Regions from separate parts of the Mus musculus genome. Here region 2 is linked to region 1. The links are chromatin contacts, called in public Micro-C maps. All regions are on one chromosome and are shown on one strand. The core of a region is the stretch at or near the end of the contact, and the rest is flanking DNA. Distances in the headings are between cores, read along the strand shown.

Region 1 (6,676 bases), core at 1,526-4,025:
GTGCCGAACAGCTGCGATCAAGGGGAGAGGGAGGGCGTAGGGCCCCGTGCCGGGCGCTAGGCGCTCGGGGATCTCCGAACTCGCGCCGTGTCCACCTCTCGGGACCCGGAGCCCGCAGGCAGGCTTGCGGGACTGACTCGGCGGGCAACCTACACCCCCTTCCAAGGCCCCAAATTTGCGCGCGCGGGGACGCGCCCAGGAGCCCCTGCCCCCTCCTTCGCTTGCTTGACCTTGCTTGGGTACTCAAAGCCAGACCCTACGGCACCCCGGCGGCGTCCGAGAGCAGAGTTTTGAGGCCACCCGCGGTTGAGAAAGGAGCAGCTACCTCCTCGACCTCCCTTGCTGCTGCGGCTGCTGCAAGGGTCTCAGAGAAATGGAAGACTCGAAGGTTCTGGGAGATGTTACATTCGCTTTCTCCGATCCCAAATACGGGATACCGCCTATCAGATAAAGAAAAAGGACCCCAGCCTCTCTCCCCACGCCTCTGCCTGCTGTTTCTGTCCCTGCAGTAGCTCCCACCAGGGGCGTGTTTATGGCTCCAGAGCACAGAGGGTCTCCTTGGGCCCCCAGGGTGCAGACGCGCAGACCTCCCAACCCCCTCCTCAACACGTATGCCGAGCGGCTCCTCTGGGGCGGGAGTGCGCGCCCCGTGCCCACCCACGCGTCTTCATGCCTTTCAACTCCCTCCGAGTTGCCGCTAAGGAATCTGCGCCCCAGACCCAGGGGAGAGGAACGTACTGGGGACTTCAGGGAGGGAAGGGGCGCGGAAGGAGTGGACTAGGGCTGGGCTAGTCTTAGCCCAGTCCGCGCGCTCCGAGAGAAACTTGGAAGCCCAAAATAAAAGTGGAAAGGGCAAGGGTGCCCAACAGGCCCGAGAGGGTGCCAGGCTGGTGCAGCCCTCTGGGCTGCCTGGGAGTGACCAAGCAGGAGCCACCGCGGCCAGGCGGAGGGACCCAAGCACAGAGCCGCAGCCTCCGACCAACCCTCAAGCCACCTAGCTTCGCTGCGATTCTCCATTCAGCTGCCCACCTCCCCGGGGGCAGGGATAATTTCTGTTCTGCTTAGGCTGCACAGAGGACCAGAGCAAAGGGCTCCGGGCCGGATCCCGAGCCCTCAGAATTTCAGGAGGGGGCGGGGGCCATGCTCATTCCTAGAGGCAACGGCACGCAGCTCCGAAAGAGCGCAGCGGCAGCGGAGGCTGGTGGCCTCTGCCCACTGGAGAAACGCAACCGGGAGTGCTCGGTGCCCAGCTCCGCTGCTTCGGTCGGAGAGGGCAGCGGGCCGACCCAAAGTTCAGGGCAGCCTATCTGCGCCGCCTGTCCAACCGAACAGGAAAGAACACCGGGAAGGAATGAGCTAGGGCGTATGCGCGTGTCAGTTGTGATGGTGGGGGCGCGAGGACAGCCCTTTTTTCCGAATTTGGAGATAAGCCTCCGGGGGTCTCCTCTGCCATTGTCGGGTCTGTAGGTGAGAGCTGTGACGGGAAGTCTGGGGGCTTTTCTGCCCGCCTCCAGCTCTGTGCTGGGGGTGGGGATGAGATGCAGCCGGGCCCTATAATATATGTAACGGGCTCTGGGTAAGATCAGGGAATGGGGGACACACCGGGTTGTCTCTCGCGAGCCTCCTTGGGCCAGCATAGGGAGCCAGGTGGGGCTCCCTCAGACCCCTGCTAGCATCTCTGTGTCGGAACACCACGGGAACGCCTTCCCCAGCGCGCCCTGGGTCTGTGGGGGTAATAGAGCAGGGGGTGCTTCTCTGACTGAGCCTGCCAGGTTGGCCCGGCTCTGCCTGGTAAGGATGAGGGGGAGGTGAGGAGCACCAAGAAGCCTCTCCCACGTCCAGGGCGCCCCCTCCTCAGCCCGCCCAATGCGGGATCGCAGGGACCTGCCAGATTCCATTGCCGCCGCTAGAAGAGGAAGGGGGCTGGGGAAATGGGGCTTGGGGGGGGGCTTTCAAACTCCCGAGCTCCAAGCCTAATCCTGAGAGCTGCGAAGCTCCAAACGGCGAAGTTAGGAAGTCCGGGAGGCCATCCCTCCTCCGACCCCCTCCCAGAGCGAGACGCCCCCTTTCGCCGCGCCCCCACCCCCTTCGGAGCCGTTCTTACCTTCCCCAGCAGCAGAGGCCCCACGGGCGAGCAAGGACTTGATCCAGCGACTTGCAAAGCCCCCGGAGCGCACCGCGTCGCCAGCGGCCGAGCCGCGCGCCCGATCCGAGCTGGGGCTACTGTCGCTGCCGCCCCCGACTCGCTTTGGGCCCCGCCGAGACGTTCCCAAGAGCGCACCCGCGGGCGCTCTCAGGCTCCTCCCCACCCCCTGCCTGGCGGAGCCCCCCGGGCGCCAGAAGGGTCCGGATGCCCTGGCTGCGGGCTGTGCTGGGCGCGCGGGCCCGGAGGCTGGCCAGGACGCGGCGCGGACGCCTGTGCCGCCGGCTCGCCCGCTCAGCTCGCTCTGCCGGGGCCGCCGCCAACGCCGCGCCCGCCGCCGCCGCCGCCACCACCGCCTGCGCCCGCCGCTCCCTCTCCGGCCGCGCCGCCGCTCCGGTCCTCTCGCCTGCCCGGCTCTTCTCGCCTTTTTTCCCTTCCTGGGGGCGGGGGGGGGGGAGCGGAGCGGAGCCGGGGGCGGGGCGGCGCGGGCAGAAGGAGGAGGAGGCCGAGGACGCGGAGAAGGAGGAGGAGAGAGGCAAGCTGCTCCCCCGCCCGGCTGCCGGCGCTCCCCAATCTCTCGCTCTCTGAAACTGGATCCCGAATCGGGAGCCAGAGACTGCATTACGGATTACATCAGGCTTTATAGAGCTTCCAGATCACACATTAGAGGGGGAGCGCGAGCGGGGGGCGGGTTGGGAGGAGGGGAGCGGGATCACGGAGAAGGAGTGCGACGCTCAGGCGAGCGCACCTAAGACAGCCGACTCCTGCCCCACGCAGCAGGAAAGCCAAGAGTTGGGACTGTGCTCTCCTCCAGGAGCAGGGGAGTGGCTGCATCTGGGTGACAAGTGGTGGACCAACAAACGGATGGTTGGAGAAGAGGAGTTAAGGGCTGTGCACAGACCAATAGGTGTGTGGGTGGTGGAGGCAGGTGAATGTAGGTAGAGGCTGTCGGGAGGGTTGATGGATGGACAGGTAGCCATCAGGGTCAGGGTCGGTGGAATTGCGGAGGCGGGTGAGGGTGAGCAGGACTGGAAGAAAGTGGATTTGGTGGGTGGCACCATGGGGAGGGCTACATAGATGGGTGGGCCACGCAGATGGAAGGATGATGCATGCATAGGTGGATGAGTGGGTGGGTGGGTTGGATGAGTGATGGGTAAAGAGATGGAGTCAGAGGCAGGGACTGGGGCCCTTCCAGGGAGAGCAGGGGTGGGGCACTGAACCACTTCATTTGGGCCTGACCGGTCTAGACTTTCTGTCCTGTGATGCTGAGAGGAGGGGAGCCCGCCAGGGACAGAGTCAAAGGGGGGTGGGTTTTAAAGTGTCCCTGCCTGCCAGTTTCCATCCATGGGTGGAGAGAGACCTCAGTTGCTTTGTCTTCCATCATAAGATCCCTGGTTCCTCCTCTGTTAGGGACCCAAAGGGGTGCCTCTCTCTATAAGGTATGTTCACCCATACATCCCAGGACAACAATGGATGTGACCCAACACATATGTAGGCCACAATGCCATGTTTCAATGTCAAAAGATTTGACACTCTAGGTCTAGGCTGACAACAAGAGTCCTGGAAACCCTGGCCTCAGAAAAGTTGCCTTGTGTTCTTTTCCACCAAGATGCTTCTGCATCAGACCCCTTGCTCCTGTTTCACAATTTGTGATTTGCCCTGAACTCAAAACCTTTTGTACAGGGCCCACTACTTTGCACACTTTAGCAGACCAGTGGCAGTACCATTGCTACCCAAGGACACATGGGGTCCGGATGTTTGCATCTCTCTTCGGAGGCCACTGTCAACAACAATACAAACTCACAGCCACTGTCAGCACTCTCCCTGCCAGGTGTCAGGACCCACACTGCTGTCCTGTAACTCCCACTAAAACATCTTATCAGTTCCATCAACATCACAGTCAACCTACACCTCTCTCTCTCTCTCTCTCTCTCTCTGTGTGTGTGTGTGTGTGTGTGTGTGTGTGTGTGTGTGTGTTGGGAAGCACCTCAAGCCAATTAGATACCCAGGCACTGAACGTGGTACTCTGCATACCAGTTACTCCTGCAAGGCCTCACCTTGCAAGGGTGTCCTGAGGGACCGAGAGCAGGACCACACTAAAGCCCAGACCATCCTATTCGTCAGTACCCTGTTCACTTAGGCTTCTTGAGAAATGCCATTCTTCCCAAGGTATTTGAAATCCCAGAAAGGAGGCGGCATACCTCCCAGGAGACCTCTCACGACCCTCATCTGCTCCTGCTGGGCCTCTGAATCTTCCAGCCCCTGGAGTTTAGTTAGCCCTGCTTTGGCCTTTTTTAGCTGCAGTAACAGCCTGTGGTCACCAGGGGGCCTCTGATATCAGGCCAAGAGACAGCTGAGCAGCAGCGAGGCTGAGTCAGGATCCAAGCACTTTCCACACTTGTTTCTTGCTGATAAGAGAAGACAGCAGAAATCCCTGGCAGGGATCTGGGGATCTGACCTGGAGGCTCTTGGGGCAAGGCTGAGACCTGCTTGGCCTGGGATATCAGGGCAAAAAGGGGATATCCTTCTGAGGATAAGGGGCTAACCGTTCCTCTCCCTGTGTGGGAACTCATTCTTGCCCCTCTGACTGCTGCTCTCTGCAATTTTCCCTCACCCAAGTTTCTGATTCAGAGTCCAGACGGTGCAAGGTAAGACCTCAATGGGATCCCCTTCTATCTTTGCAGACGAGAGCAATGTCAGAGGCAGGGAATGCCACCCTGAAGCAGCCACATGCCAAGTCAACCACAGCCTCAGTTGTCCTGGTCCCCCTGTGAGCCCCCTCCACCAGACACAAGTAACTTGAAACAATTCCTCCAGCCAAATTGTTTCAGGATCCTACAACTTTAAGCCAGGGTGTTTGCCACCAATAGCTGTAGTTTACAGCCAGTAGCTTTTCTCCCAATACCCACACTAGCCTAGATCCACCAGGCACCATTCTATACCCAAATCTGTTTCCTTTCAAGTATACGGTCCTTGCTGAGAAGCCTTGAGTGATCTACTGAGCAAGCCCCAAGTGGCTGGATCCCAACCACGAGTCTCATAAAACCAGAGAGAATGAGACTCTTAGCTTGGTGCCTTCTTAGCGTCAGAAAACAGAATATGGCCACAGTTAAACTCAGCCATGACATTGAACTCACCAACCAGAAACTCTACTCCAACCTAAACTCTGACGCTAGTCGGCCTGAGCCATGATTCTATAATGATCTCATTATGCACTGGAGCAATAATAACACCTCCAGTAAGCTTTGCAGTTAGGGCAGAGTGCTTCCATTCTAAAACTCAGCAGATGCAAGGCCCTCCCCTCCGCCAGCTCCGCCCCGCCCTCCACCAATACCCTAACTCTCACCTAGCTCCCCTCTAATACCACTGCACTGTGAAAATGCCAAGATGGAATGTTGGAGGAACTGATGCTAAGAGCAGGTTTGCCTTAGCTCCCTCGTCAACGAGGCTCTGAATTCTGAGACTCTCCTAGGAAGCCTCATTGGCCTCCTTATGTGGCCCCCGGTGTTTCACAGATACCTCTGCCTCAGCCCAGCCATCAGCCAAGCCATATTTTGCAACCTCCTTGGTCTCGCTGCTCAAGGGACTCTGTTCATGCCTGGGTCCAGAGAAAGATGGTGATAGACCTTCCAGGTTCTATGCCTTGAGGCCATCCAGGGCTAATGGCAGCCAAGACAATCAAGGGGTTCCAGGAGCATTTGCCCAACCACTCTGTTTTTGTGATGCACCTCAGAATTCCTTCATCATCTCTGGTACCACCAATCTACCGCACAGACAGACTGGGGCCTCAAGGGTACTTTGTGGATACCATCCCTACTCAGGGCAAGCAGTTCCCTAGAGGTGATCACCTCACAACCACCATCCCAGGGCTCTGGGCCAGATGTGTGGAGAAAGGAGTCTGGCCTTTGTAGCCCTCTTTCCCATGTCCCCCTTTCCCCCAAATTTCCCTCCTTAGATCCCAAGGTGACGAAGGGCAGAGAAGGCTTGGCCTTTGGGTCCCAGCATCAAGGGAAGCATCTTAAACAGTCCTACTGTGATGGTGGCAGAGCCTGGTGTCCACTCTGTCTGGCTTGCCCCACACGCCACAGTGGCTAGAAACTGGAAATGTCACTTGTGGCCCGAGGATAGAAATTCATTTTTTCTGTCATTAAGTTCATTTAAATGTAAAAAGGCTCCTGTGTCACATAGCTGGTGCCTGCTGTACTAGACTGGTGTTCTGGCTGGGGCTGGGGCTACCATACCCCCTCCTCACAGGCTGCAGGGTAGAGTGCCTGACATTTGTCCTTATCTCTATCAACCCTGTGATTTCAGGTGGCTGAGCAGGAGCATCCCCAACTCTCTTTCCCTTTCCCATCCAGACCACCAGGTAAGGGTACGATACCTTCCTGAGTCCTACAGCCGGCTGGGCTGTGTCCTAGCTTCTCTGTCTTCCGGCCCTGTGAGTTCAGGAGTATTTCTCACTTTATCTGTGCTTTATCTGCTTCATCTGCAAACAACAGCAGTGATGCCTCCCAACCACCCCGTGTGATCTAT
Region 2 (6,676 bases), core at 2,738-5,237, 1.1 Mb before region 1:
ATTCAAAAATGCCCTAACAGACACATCCAGAATCATGTTTGACCTACCATCTGAGTACCATGGGCCAGCCAAATGTCACATAACATTAGTTATATACTCTCCAACAGGGATTTTCTCACAGCTAAGGTGGTACACTACAGTTCCCAGGAGGGTTCTGATATTTGGTCTGTCCCTATCTCATCTCCCTGTAGATTGATTCCCAGGTTCTCTGTCTGCCCACCTCACCCCACCCCTCCCTGCCTTCCTTCCTGCCCTGAATCCTTGGTGTCTTTCCACTTCCAATCTTTGTACATGTTGCCTGCCCCACATGTGGTCCCTTCATTGAGAGCTGCTGCTGGTTGCCCTGGAAACCTTCCTCTGCATCTTGAGCATCTCAAGGAGTCTAAAGTTTATCACTTAGCTGCTTCTTAGCAATGCAGGGGTTTTGGATCCCCTATCCTAGAGCACCCTCCTGACTGGCAATGCTGCTGCCTGGGCCTCCAGCTGTCTGGAAGCCTCATGGCAGATGCCTTTGTTGGCATACGGCGACTTAGATTTCCCTTCTTGTAAGCCAGTTTTCTGCTCAATCCTGTATTCGGGCCTCCCTTCATCACCCTCCTCCTTCTTGAAGTATCTTCTTTAAATGTTTATCTAGGGAAGAGTGGATAGTGGTAAAACTCTCTGAATTTTATCTGAAAACATGTATTTGTTCAAGTTGTGGTGCAGCGTACTTGTAATCCTAGCATTTGGAAGGTAGAGGTTCGGGGATCAGAAATTCAAGGCCAGGATAAGCTATATAGCAAGTTCAAGGCCAGACTGAGTTACATGAGATCTTATCTTTAAAAACAACACTCCCAAGTCCCCCAAACAAATACAGAATAATCAATCAAAAATGTTGAGTCAGTATACTAGCTTTCTTATTGCTCCGACATAAAATATCTCCATAGACAGCTTAAAGAAGGGGAGATAGGCTATGGCTCACTGTCTCTGAGGTGTCTGTTCAGGTTGCTTGGCACCAGGCTTTGGGCAGGACATCATGGAAGGAGCATTTGGTAGAGGTTGTTCTAACTTCTTGACAGACAGGAAGCACAGGGACAGGAAGGGCCAAGTGCAACTCCGCAGGATCTGTCCCCAGTCCCCATTTCTCTATCCCCAACTCCTACAGTTTTCAGAAAGATCCCAATAGTGCCAACACCTGGGCACTGGCACTTGGCTGGTAACCTTTGTAACTAAACATAGTCAGTGCTGTGGTACACACCTGGACCCTCATCACTGCAGAAGCTGAGGCAGAAGGGTAGTGGGTTAGAGGTCAGCTTGGGCTACCCGGCATGACCCTGTCACAAGAAAATAAAACCAAAAGAAATAGTTCTGTTGATTAATTATAGTTGTGTGTGTGTTTTTGGGTATCAGGGAGCCTTTAGATACACAACCCATTGTAGAATAATTAAATGAAGCCAATCAGCTTTTCAACCTCTTGGGTTTTCAATGAAGACACTTAAAATACTTTATCTTAGTAATAAAAAAAATACATTGTATAAACTATGGCTCTGGGCTGTGTAACAGATCTTAATGACTTATCCTTCTGTCTAAGGGAAATTGTGTCTCTTGGTGCCCAGCTCCTGGGCTTTATCACTCTTTCTCTGCTCTTCAAATGAGATCATGCACACATTCCCTCCTTAACATCCTAGCTAGCACTGTGGTATTTCAGCTTTTTTGGGAATCATCCTCCTAATTGATGTCACGTTTTACATTTCATTGTGGTCTGAATTAGCAATCATCCTCCTAATTGATGTCACGTTTTACATTTCATTGTGGTCTGAATTAGCATTTCCTTGGTAACCAATGATATTTAGTATTCTTCTGCAAACCTGTAACTACCTGTATGCCTTCTTTTGAGACATATTTAGTTAGATCCTTTGTTGATTTTGAGTCAGGCTGTTTGTTTTCTTGCTACTAAGTTGTTTTCTAGACTTTTGGTTATCTGAAATTTTGTTTTACTCCTAATTTTAGACAAAGGTGCATAAAATTCTGACTTAGGCATTTCTCTAGCACTGCAAAGATCCTATTTCACCCTCTTTGGTTTTGATTGCTCTGCCCCAAGATTCTTTAGAATTATCTTCTCTATTTTCTAGGTTTTCCTGTCTTTGGTGGGCTGCAATTTTGCTATGTTGTGCTTAGGTAAATCATCATTTGTTATTTTGCTTATTATACATCAGAATCTCTACCAACACTTATCTTTCACCAGTTCTGACTTATTTTAAGTAGACTGTCTCTAAACACCATCACTGGAATTTCAATTAGACTTTTCTTAGCTCTCTGCACACAATCTTTTGTGGTTCTAAACTTCTTATTTTGTGTTACATCATTGATCTCTTGTGGGCAGGAGTCCTACCACTGAATTATATCCTTAGCCTTTCCTGATGATTTCTTCAAATTTGTCTTCCAGCTCATAAATTCCCTCTTCATCTGTGTCTAATTTGCTGGCTAATTTAACTCTGTGCTAAGTTGTTTTTCTTTTTTAAACATCAACTTTATTAAGATACAATATATCACATACCACACAACTCATTCTTTATTGAATACATTTCAGTGACTTTTAGTGTATTAATAAAGTTGTGTATCCATCACCAGAATCTAATTTTAGGGCATTTCATTACTACAAAATGATTAGTCGTGTCCCAAGCCGGTCATTCCTTTCCCTCCCTGTACTTGGCTAATCTTTCTGTCTTTGTTGGATTCTTACACTTTGGGGCATTTCATGTAAATAAAAGGGTGTGACATGTAGGGTGTTTGTTGCTTCCCCCCCGCCCCCCCAGATTTCTTTTTCAGTGATCACCTCCTTTTCCTGGGAGTCCTTTTAAGGCCTGCATTGGTCTTTTTTCATGTGAGCGAAGTTTCTTTCTGTCAGGTAAACTTGCGGTTTGGCTTGGGGTTGTGTGTTTCTTCTTCTAGCATGTCTTAATAAGCACATTGGCTTTGTGTTCGAGGAGGTTTGTTAGTGTTGAGGGAAATCTAGTCAGGCCGCCTGCCTTTTCAAGCTGCGGCATGATGAACAGGGGTTCAAGGACCATTTACTCCCCTAAAAACACTTCTTACCTAGAAGCCTCACCAAGCCTCTGCTCTGCAAGAATCCATACTATAGCTCAGCCTGTCAACCTGAGTGCAGGCTCAGGCACAGCTGCTCTCACCCCAGTCTGATGGCAGGCTGGCTCTGGGCTCCACAATGGAGTGGAGTGCGGGACTTCTTTTGCAGAGAATTGTGTATGAACTAATTCTTATCCTCGGCACTCTCTTCATCTAGATCCCTTCTTCAAAGTGTCTAGTCCCTCTATTCCTCAGCACTTGTGAACTACTCAAGTGCTCACGCTGTTTGATCACCTGGTGACTTGTGTGACCCTGGGCAGGAGGAGGCTCTATTGCTAAGTGTTCTCCTTACCTGTAACTCAACACCGAGACACCAAGGCAACATGCATCTATAATGTGCTGTTTAGATCAAAGAGAACAGACTATACGCTCAGACTGACAGCAGAGGTTGTCACATCTAGCAAGGACTTGGTATTAGTGACAGTCATTTGTCTGGTATGAGGTTCTGTGGTGGGGGTGGGGCGGGCGGGCAGAATCCAAGGTGTGCTAGCTGCTTTTTCCAGGGCCTAGGGTTTTGAACACGGAACACCTTTCCTCCTGTGTGACAAGGGAGCGAAGGGAGCTGTGGCTTACCCTGAGCCCAAGAGAGCTGGAAGGGCAGGGGGGGAGCAGGAGCCCAAGGTGTGAACCTGGTGTGATCCTTACACAGGGGCCAGGATTGTCATCTCTGTGTGTGGGTGTGGTTGGTAACAAAAGTCCCTAGGGCTGAGTTGCCGGTGGGCGTCGTCATGGGCACTCTTAGGAGTAGAATTGGCTGGAACTATCGGATGCGAGGTGGATGCTGGGGAGGGAGGAGCCCCAAGGCTGGGCGTCTGAACCCCACAGCCCTACCTCTCCGCTTCCCTCTTTCGCTGCGTCTTTGTGCATTTTGCTTCCTTTAGCAGCCAAAGCTCTTCCGAGAATCTGCAAGGGACCTCGGCCAAGCAGAGTGGGAGGATCCTCCCACGCCGGGTAGGGAGGTGGAAAAGGGTGGGGGGCTGCTGCGGCGGGAGCAGGAGCGGGAGACCTAGAAGGGGCGTTGCGCGCGGACGAAAGGCGCCGAGGCCGGGTAGGGCGACCTGCTGAGTGGCCTCCAGCCCTGGGCGCCCCCCACCCCGCGCGTCTCCCAGCTGTGCGAGGCCCCCGCCCCGGTTCCGCCCCGCCCCTCGCGCGGGGTCCGCGTCTGCGGCTGCGTTCCCCGAAAGACGAAGCTGCGCCCCGGTTCCGGTCCGCAGGGAGACCGAAGGGCATCGCTCCCCGCGCCGTGCCCGCCGCTGAGCCCGGAGTGCGGACACCCCAGGGATGTGAGTGCGCCCCCCACCCCGAGGCCCGCACTCCACGCCCCGATTCGCGGTGAGCGCCGAGGCGCGCGCGCGGGGACCAGGGGAGGGGACTCGGCGCGGGGTTCCCGGCCCCCCAGCCCAGGGGTGGGGACGAGGACGGGGACGCGGCGCGCAACCCTCCCCCGCCGGCAGGTAAGGTGCGCTCCCTCCTCCCGCTTTTCCTGTCCGGACGCACCTACAGCTCCTTGGGGAGAGAAGACAATCTCCCCACGCAGGTGCAGGGCGAAGGCTGCGGGGACCTCGGGTGGCCACCTCACCGGAGAGGGCAGACCTCTTTTCCCTGGAGGGGAGGCTGTGATGGTGGATGCTCCCGGTGATGGGTTGGGGGTGGGGCATTGCGAGCTCCTGGACCTCCCCCCCCCCCCCCGCGCGCTTTTGATTCCTGGGGGATGGTTACATCTTCAGGCCAGAAAAGGGAAGGGTGTTTAGGGTTGGGTCCTCTGACCGAGGCTATTCCCCTCCAGGCCTGCGCCCCAGAGGACCCCCGCCTGCAGCCCCCGCGCCTCTTTCAGGCCCTATCGGAGCATGCTGCCTGCAGCCATGAAGAGCCTCGGTCTGGCGCTGCTGGCCTTGCTTCTCTGCCCCTCGCCGGGTGAGTCGGGGGCCCGCGGGGAGGGGTCATATCACGGGAAGCACCACTCTTAGATCTCAGCTCCAGCCACCGGGGGCTCTCCCCACACTCGAGGGCATCCAGCGCCTTTCCACCTTTCTTCTAGTACTGCGCAGATGTCCCTCATTCTCAGAGGTTCAGCGAGCTTCCTATTAAGTCGGGTGGACCTTTCCTGTCTTGGAACCTACCTATCTTTGGGGGTGCTGTGTGTAGGAGTAAGAGGATGCGGGAGGCAGGATGTGTAGGCACAGCACAGGGTCAACCTGGAGGCCCACTCTGGGTCTTGTGGGAGTGAACTCTTCTGTGAGCATGGTTCTGCCGTGATAGCTGCAGCAGGTTGGGGAAGAGGGGGTGTAGGGTCTGGCTGTCCAGACTCGGGTTCCCCTGGTTATCCCTCTCTCATGCCCTGCCTAGCCCATGGCCTGTGGTGCCAGGACTGCACCCTGGCCAATTCCAGCCATTGCGCTCCGAAGCAGTGCCAGCCCACCGATACCGTTTGTGCCAGCGTGCGGATCACCGACCCCAGCAGCAGTAAGCCTGGACCGGGTGAGGGGGCGGGGCTACTGAAAGCTAGATCTAGGGAGAGATCAGAGGTGTCCTCTGAGTTCCTCTTCCCTGGGACAAGATCATGACTTTGAGGCAAGACAACACTGGCTTGTTCCTCCCTGGTTCCACGTCTTAAACTGATCTGGAGGGTCCTGGGTTCTAGGGAAGGGACAGAGCTCAGATGGAAGTGGACCTTAGCCCCCATGCCTTCCTTCTTTCCCCCCAGGCAGGAAGGATCATTCTGTGAACAAGATGTGTGCTTCCTCCTGCGACTTCGTTAAGCGGCACTTTTTCTCAGACTATCTGATGGGGTTCATTAACTCTGGGATCTTAAAAGTCGACGTGGACTGCTGCGAGAAAGATTTGTGCAACGGGGCATCGGTCGCAGGACGCAGCCCCTGGGCCCTGGCTGGGGGGCTCCTGCTCAGCCTGGGGCCTGCTCTTCTCTGGGCTGGGCCCTAAGACCCCTCCCTCCCTCCTGCTGGGCTTTGGAGCTTGTCCCCTAAGCCTGTTGCTGCCCCTCCCCAGCCTGGCCTGGCTGGGGCTGGGACAGCAAGGGTTTGGCATCAAGGTCTGAGGCTCTCAACCTCCCTAGATGTGAGTGAGCCTTCTCCGTTTCTCCACCAGCTCCATATCCCAAGCAGCTGAATATCTCCAGGAGTCCAGACATCCTGGCAGGAAGCTGGGGTAGGGGGGAGGGGGAGGGCAAGGGACTGAGACCCTCCAGGTCTCCAAGGGGAGGGAGGTCAAGCCAGGGACAGCCCAACAGCCTGGCCTGAGGGGCATTAACTACAGAGAAATAAAGTCACTTCTGAGTCTTGTGCCCGGGTCTGAGCCTGGGTGTTGGAGGTGGGGCATGGTCTTGGTAGGGAGTAAGTGCCAAACTAGGCACCGAGACCGGACAGATAGGGGATGGTGGGAGTGTATGCTAAGACACTTGGGGATGCTCTGAGGAGGGTTGCTTAGGGCTGGGAGCTTGGGAGGGGACAGTTAAGGAAGGTGGGGTGAGAGCTGAGATGGACAGGGTGGCAATGCGGGGCTGCCGGGGAGGCGTGAGAACTTTTCAAGCTCACCA

What was found. Hi-C and Micro-C count contacts between places; a contact is called where the count stands out from the background.
Region 2: a contact with region 1 is called in a Micro-C map of embryonic stem cells, with 6 times the contacts expected there. The contact joins the promoter of Ly6h here to the promoter of Adgrb1 in region 1. A contact is called at or near these places in 1 of 484 Hi-C or Micro-C datasets (embryonic stem cells) and 1 of 115 datasets of contacts at active chromatin or transcription factors (embryonic stem cells).

What each region holds. Positions count from the first base shown.
Region 1 is chr15:74,512,295-74,518,970 of GRCm38.p6, reverse strand. Adgrb1 (adhesion G protein-coupled receptor B1) reads right to left here and starts at 2,775. Exons shown (of 31, transcript NM_174991.3): 1 at 2,105-2,775.
Region 2 is chr15:75,564,493-75,571,168 of GRCm38.p6, reverse strand. It overlaps Ly6h (lymphocyte antigen 6 complex, locus H), which reads left to right and starts at 3,987. Exons shown (of 4, transcript NM_011837.3): 1 at 3,987-4,406; 2 at 4,910-5,037; 3 at 5,470-5,586; 4 at 5,828-6,424. The coding sequence starts at 4,405. The coding sequence ends at 6,063.